Linked DNA regions of Rattus norvegicus: region 1 is linked to region 2. A link is a contact called in public HiChIP or PLAC-seq data. All regions are on one chromosome and are shown on one strand. Each heading gives the region's core, a stretch centred on a gene start, on an enhancer-like site or on the middle of the called end of the contact. The rest is flanking DNA. Distances are from core to core; before and after follow the strand shown.

Region 1 (3,408 bases), core at 139-2,638, 46 kb before region 2:
CACGAAGCAAGGAGCTACATGAAAAGAAAGTGCTGTCTCAGGATGGCAGCAACAGGTCCCACTAGTTTCCAGCTTTCTACCACCCTGCAGATACTGAAGGGCAGCTGTGGACATGCCCACAGCAGGACACACACTTAATAAAAGCTCAGTGTATAAAACTGAGCTGAGTAGACCTCTCAAGTCAAACTACAATCAGAACTAGTGCCTCAGAAGAAAGACCCCATTGTATGCTACCCTGCATGTATTCTGTAGTACAAGAGTGGGGCTGGGGACACAGTCTGTGGTGAGGATCCTGGACAGGCCCAGAAGCCCCATAGATCCATAGAGCTTGTCCAAAATTCAGCTGTGACCTAGTCAGCCCTGCCAAAACAGCAAGAAGGCTGAGGAGATCTGCATGTCTGGACGGACTCAAGCACAGCATACAGGCCTACAGCTAAACCTGAGGCAGTGTTTCAATAGGGAATGGATGGGTCTCAACCAGAGAGAGGCCCAGTGGATCTACCACTCCAGAAGTAACCACCCCTTAACCAGGCCCGTGGTCACAGGACCTGCTGTGGAGACAACCTGGTCTGCAGCTGGAGGTCCTTAGGTAGTAACCACCAGGAGTTAAAGCCAATCATGAGCCACAAGACATGAAGGATGATACTGTGCAGAGTAGGATTGAGGCCAAGAATCTGGGTTAGCTGTTATGGAGGTGAATGGGAGCCTTTGGAGAACAGACTCAAGACCAGTAGCCTGGGCTTCCAGGAGGCCCCTGTTAAACCTGTTTGGAGGAACAGTGTCTTCCTAAAGCAGAACTAGACCAGGCTTTACTGAGATAAGTTGATCAGCCTTTTGGGGGCAGATATCCCAGAGCCTTTCACCTCTCTGCTCAGCCAAAGTCTCCCACTACCCTGCGCTTACAGATCCATGGGACCTCCTGACCTTTGTCTTAACAGGACCATGCCACAACTCCCCTACACAGAGATGGGGCAGGCACACTTCCACCCAGGGGTTAACTGCTGAGCATGGCAGTGTTAGCCAGGCTCACAAGGGAGCTGAGGCCCAGAGATACAACCCTCACTGGATGGAAAAGTCACCAGATGAGGCCATGGCCGCACTTGGGTTTAAGGGTCCAGCAGGAGCTGGCCAGCTACACACAAGCAAGGCAGCAGTATGGTTGCAGGAGTTTCCTGTTACTTGACCCCATTATGGGGTATCACTAATGTCCCCAAAAGCCTTAAGTGTCTACAGAGGTAGAGGCCTCCTCACTGGCTCTGCCTGGCTTCTCCAGTCCCTCCCAGAACTGCCCTATCCCCTGGTGGGGCCTCTTCCAGCCAAGGCAGAGTCTGTCCAGAGAAAGTCCTGTAAGGCAGCTGGATGCATTAGGGTAGCCAGTCTGGCCTAGGGCCATGCTGAGGACACCGGCCGCCCAGCAGCAGCCTGGGCCGAGCCACTCCAGGACAAAGGAGCCTTGTATGGCTGAATGGGCATTTATCCTGGGGGCTGAAGGGGGCCCTGGCACTGGTCCTCCAAGAGTAAACATGACCCTAGCTGGGCACATAGCAGCAGGGCCAGACTTCCGTAGCCCTGTGTCCCTTGATATTGGACAGTGGGTGCTTATGGGCCTCCTGCCAAGGCAGAACAGGGAATGCCCTGAGGCAACTGGAAGGAGAGGGGTTATCAAGGTACACAGTACCACAGCATTAAACTTCACTGTTGAACATTAAGTGAAGATTAAAAATTTATACACTGAAGCCCAAGTCCCCAACAGGTTGGTCTGAAGAGGTAAGACCCTAGAAATTAGTGTCTGTAAGGTCATGAGAATAAAAACATGATACAAAGAGAGTTAGCCTGGGGTTGGGGATTTAGCTCAGTGGTAGAGCGCTTGCCTAGCAAGTGCAAGGCCCTGGGTTCGGTCCCCAGCTCCGAAAAAAAGAAAAGAAAAAAAAAACTTAAAAAAAAAAAAAGAGAGAGTTAGCCTGGCATGGTGGTGCACACCTTTAATCTCAGTACTTGGGAGGCAGAGGCAGGTGGATCTCTTGAGTTTGAGGCCAGCCTGGTCTACAGAGTGAGTTACAGAGCAGTCGGGGCTACAAAATGAGAACTTGGCTCAAACCACTGTGCCCTATGCCCCAAAAAGGAGAGTTGAGCTCTCCTTTTGACCTACATGACCATGGGCAGTACATGTCATGGAAACTGCTTTCCCAGACACTGGATGAGCTGTACCTAGCCTCCAGTCTCAGGGATTGCTATTCTGTTTAAGTCCCCTCCCCAGCCCATGATGACTTTATTTTCACAGGCCTAGTAAAATAAACTCACCAGTGGTCACTGGCCAGACTAGTAGTTCCTGGGATCTTGAGCCGGACCAAAGGAAGCCCACTCACTTCTGAGGTTCCAAGGCCACATAAGAAGGAGTAGAGCCCAAGCTGCCTCCCTGGGCCAGACAAGACCCTTTAGAGTAGGCTAAGTGGACCCTCAAGTGGATCTCCAAGCCAACCATCATCACTCAGGAGGTACATCTACAGCCCCTGGCTCACTCCAGAAATGCCTCCTCCTGGACCAGGTGTTGCACTTAGTCCAAGATGAACCCCAAACACTCCTGACACCTCAGAATTCTGACCAGTGAAGCTCCAGCCTCTGGAAGGCTTTCAGTGGTGTTTGAACTAGTAGAACCTTAACATCGAAACCTGAACCCCAAACTCCCTCTTCTGAATCCTTCTCTGGCTGAGATAGGCTGAATCTTGTCCCTTGTCTTTCCGGAGAAGGCCTCAGAGAGGCAGGGCATATAAGATGGTCACCCAGGAAAGAGGAACACACTGGGAATGCAGACCCACCTCTTCATCTGAGATGGATTCTGCCTTTCTGGGTCTGCTCAAAGATAGATCACAGCCTTAAGCTATGTCCAAGGAGTACAGGGAATCCCCATGATGGCCCTATGTGTGTAGAGACAGGGATATCTGTACTGATACTAGTCCAAAAGCCTCTGTTCCCTAACACTAGGAATTGATTCCAAGCACGGCCTTCATCTGCCATCAGGTCAGGCAGCCTGTAGGGGGCACCAATGGACAGGCCTGACCCCTCATGTAGGCCATGGGATCTGTCTTCACCAAGCCAGCCCTAGACTCTCAAGCTACACCTAGTCTCAGATATAACTCGGGACACTGAGGACCCTCCAGGCCCTCCCATCAGACCTGGACCAGCTAACTAGTTCTGACCAAGAATACCCTCGCCAACTCATACCTCCCGTCAGGAGGAACCACATGCCAGGCCACAGCAAAGAGGTGCCAGGCCCTCAAGGGGAGAAACTAGTCAGCTAAAGCAGGCACATGCCGTAGGACAGGAGTCCATAGCAAAAAAAAAAAAAAAAAAAAAAAAAAAAAAAACTTTGCCCAGAGCTAAGTGGTAAGCAGATGTGCACACTGTACC
Region 2 (3,316 bases), core at 18-2,517:
GGCATCCTGGGAGAGGGACTGTGGGCAGCTGCCTGGGGGTGTCATGGGAACCCAGGACTGGATTCTAGCCAGTCTGCAGGGAGGGGTGCTTGGCTAGAGCAGGAGTAACAGTCGGTAGAGCTGCCCAGCTCTTGAGTGGACACGGGATTGCATGAGGGCTCTGGGGGCAGGGCCCTGCTCAGCTCTCTGGGAAAGATAAGAGCGATCAGTGAGCCAGTGAAGTGTTTGCATGGCCCACTTGCCTTTTTTTTTTTTTTTTTTTTTTTTTTTTTTTTTTTTTTTGACAGTGTAAAGTCCCTCGAGTCACACACAGCCAGACTGGGCAGAAGCACTGAGCCAAGACCTCAGGTATCTGGCTCCCATAGGCCTCATCAGACCTTGTGGAGTTTGAAAATGAGACAAGGCTCCCTGCTTTGGGAGGGTAGATACAGAGGCCATCAGTCACAGGGTGGTGTTGGTTGCTGTCACAGAAGTTCTGCCAGGCAGGACCTATAGCTCGCCAGCACGATAGGGTGACCAGGCTGATCCTCCAGGGACCAGCTGTCAGTGTGACACTCTCCAGATGGAATGTGTCCCCAAGATGGGTGTGCTGTGCTAGGGCATCTTTAGGCTAGAGTTCAGGCAGCCCTGGGGCAGGGCAGGCTCCCCTACTTTGTATCCTCAGCTCTTCTTGTTATTCTGAGGCTGGGTAAGTTTCTTCCAAACCTATGTGTTCTTGGGGGAAGCGTGGCTATCATTCCTGAGAAGGATGCGGGCCACTGGTTGGTTTGATAAATACAGCAGCATGTCCTCCTTTTCTAGGGTGCAATCCCTGTGTCTTCCATCACATAAACTCTGCCCCATCCTTCACTGAAAGGTCTCTTCACACGTATTTGTCTTCCCAGAATACTGTCGGGGCTCTGCATCTAAGCATTTAGCGTTCTTTGCCCAGGGTTCAGCTCAGGTGCCGGTTCACTGTGAAGATGCCCTAACACCTGGACCCCCACCGAGGTCAACCCTCTGAGCCCCTGAGCACAGCATTATTGGAGAAGCGTGCTGGTAGACAGTCCTGAGCTCCGCATTGCTTCGAGGGGTCGAGTGTGCGACCCTGGCCTCGCCCGCTCCGCCCCAGCTGGGCTCCCACGCCCTCCGGGACCGCCCGGCGCCCCCGCCTGACCACGCCTCTTCGGATCCCCCGCCCCTTGGCCGCCGGGGAAGGGGAGTGTTCGGGGCGTGGCGGGAGCAGCCCCCCCCCCCCCGCTGCTGCGCGCCGGGCAGCCCCAGTTCAGTGAGCTGTGGCAGCGGGGGTGGCGGGAGCAGCTGGCGCCGTGCGGTCCGCTCCGGCGAGGGGACTCACCGGTGGGGTGGGCGGCCGGCCACTGGGACAGAGGAGAGCCTGGAAGAGCCGGCCGAGAGCCGAAGCCGGAGCCGCGAGTGGTGAGCTGGGCTCTAGCGGCGGCCGCCAGGTTGGTGTGAAGGACTCCGCTGGCGCTCGGAGGGGCCGGGCGGGCTCAGAAGCAGTCAGGGGGTGCGATGGGGTGGAAGTGGAGCAGTCTGTAAGTGCGGGGAGGCCAGGCAAGGCTCGGGCTTCCCGCTCTGGAAAGTTTGCGGCTACTGCGGCCGTCCTGGGAGGGCTCTGCGGCAACCAGGGAGGGAAGGAGGAGGGAGGAACCGCGGCTGGGAGGAGGCGGCCGGCGCCAGGCAGCCCGGGAGAGCTAGGAGTCGGCGGGCGGGCGGGCCGGGCTGCCGGGGTCCCGGCTCAGGAGCGAGGCCGCGCTTCCCCGCTGCCCTCCGGAGTAACTCAGTGTTCTTCTCCTGTAGTCTCCGCAGCGGCGCCGGAGCCGGGTGTGGGGGGTTGCAGCATGCCCGCGCGCATCGCTTGAGGACGCCACGGCCCCAGCTCCGGAGCCATGGTAGTCCCGGCCTGCGTGCTAGTGTTCTGCGTGGCGGTCGTGGCTGGAGTTACTTCCGAGCCTCCCGGTCCAGAGCAGCGAGTTGGTCGGAGAGCGGCAGGTAAGGACGGACCCAAGCTGTTTTTCCGGTAACCGGCCCTGGACTCTAGGGGTTTTGGCATCAGCGAACAGCCCTTGGGTGAGGAAGGGGCATTGGGTTGAGTAGCACCACAGGGGCCAGTGCGCCTGGGTTTTGTTCCCCGGCCTGCAGATAGCTGTCAGCTCGGACGCGGCAGTTTATGGGGGTGTCTGTAGGCTGAGAGCCACCACCCAAGTGCGAGGCGTCACGGGGAGCGGTGCGCCGTGGCGGTGGTCCCAGGCCGAGGTGCGTCGGGAAGGCGCGCAAGCTGACTTCCCACGATGCCTATTGTTGCTTCTCGGATTTGAGAGGACGAAAAGTGCCTGGTTATTGGTTCCGCCATCCTCCCGGAATAGTTCTTGCTCTGCTTCTGCTAAAGGAAGGCTCGACATTGCGGAGTGGATAGTAGTATCTCAGCCAAAGCTCAGCTCTCAGTGTCTCGCATGACAAGGTGACAGCTTCAGAGCCGCCGCTCCCCTCTTATCCCGTACGCTGCCTGAGGGGTCGGTTCCCAGGGGCGCGCACGGACCGCCCTGCAGGCCGCACGCTGGGAGATGAGGGGCGGTTGTCCCAAGATCTTGGCACCGCCTAGATAGTCCTCTGGCCGCCAAAGTCCGATGGGACACTGAGTGCCCTCAAACGGGGCTGGAGGCCAAGGATACGAAAAGGAGCCACGGTCCGCTCTGCGTCCCGCGGCTGCCCGGAGGTGCGACGCGCGCGGCCCCCGGCTGTGCCCGGTGGCAGCGTGGCAAAGCAGAGCAGCGGTCTGGCGGGAGGCCGCGCGAAGGGAGGCTTTCGCTCGGTAAGCTGTTGCCCCACCCGAGCTGAGGCCCGAACAGCCGCTCCTTTGTACCTCGGCGGCCACAGACCGCGCATTGATGGCGGCGTTGCCTCTCGGGGAGGTGCGAGTGCGGCGGGCGCAGCGGGAGGAGGCAGATGGCGGTGTGCCCCTCCCGCGCCCCCGCGCCCCTCTCTCCAGCGGCTGGAGCCTCCTGGAACAATGTCATTTTTTTTCCTTTCTTTCTTTCTTTCTTTCTTTCTTTCTTTCTTTCTTTCTTTCTTTCTTTCTTTCTTTCTTTCTTTCTTTCTTTCTTTCTTTCTTTTTTTTTTTTTTATGAATGAAAGTGGGCCGGGAGTTTGAATGTGCGTGTCTTTCAGCGGCGTGACAGAGGCGGTCGGGAGGTCAGCGCGCGCTTTTAGCGCCTGCTACGATTGCCTAGCTTCCCGGGCGCCCAATGGCCGGCTGAGGGACCACATTAGCATGTGCATTCAGATGAAGATATTACTCTTTGCGTCGGGTGTCAGT

The links. HiChIP or PLAC-seq counts read pairs in DNA pulled down with a chosen protein or histone mark.
Region 1: an H3K27ac HiChIP or PLAC-seq map of oligodendrocytes shows a contact between it and region 2, with 5 times the contacts expected there. The contact joins the enhancer-like site here to the promoter of Fgfr3 in region 2. A contact is called at or near these places in 11 of 12 Hi-C or Micro-C datasets (the A7r5 cell line, the Rat2 cell line, Schwann cells and 6 more) and 1 of 1 datasets of contacts at active chromatin or transcription factors (oligodendrocytes).

The regions. Positions count from the first base shown.
Region 1 is chr14:81,271,206-81,274,613 of GRCr8, reverse strand. No RefSeq gene overlaps it. Among named protein-coding and RNA genes, the nearest start is that of Tacc3, 17 kb to the left of the region's middle. Within about 2 kb of position 1,388, at least 29 of the 93 cell types and tissues checked have an H3K27ac peak or open chromatin away from gene starts, as enhancers often do. A contact at or near this core is called in Schwann cells and prefrontal cortex, where this site is marked.
Region 2 is chr14:81,225,160-81,228,475 of GRCr8, reverse strand. It overlaps Fgfr3 (fibroblast growth factor receptor 3), which reads left to right and starts at 1,267. Exons shown (of 18, transcript NM_053429.2): 1 at 1,267-1,445; 2 at 1,801-1,992. The coding sequence starts at 1,890.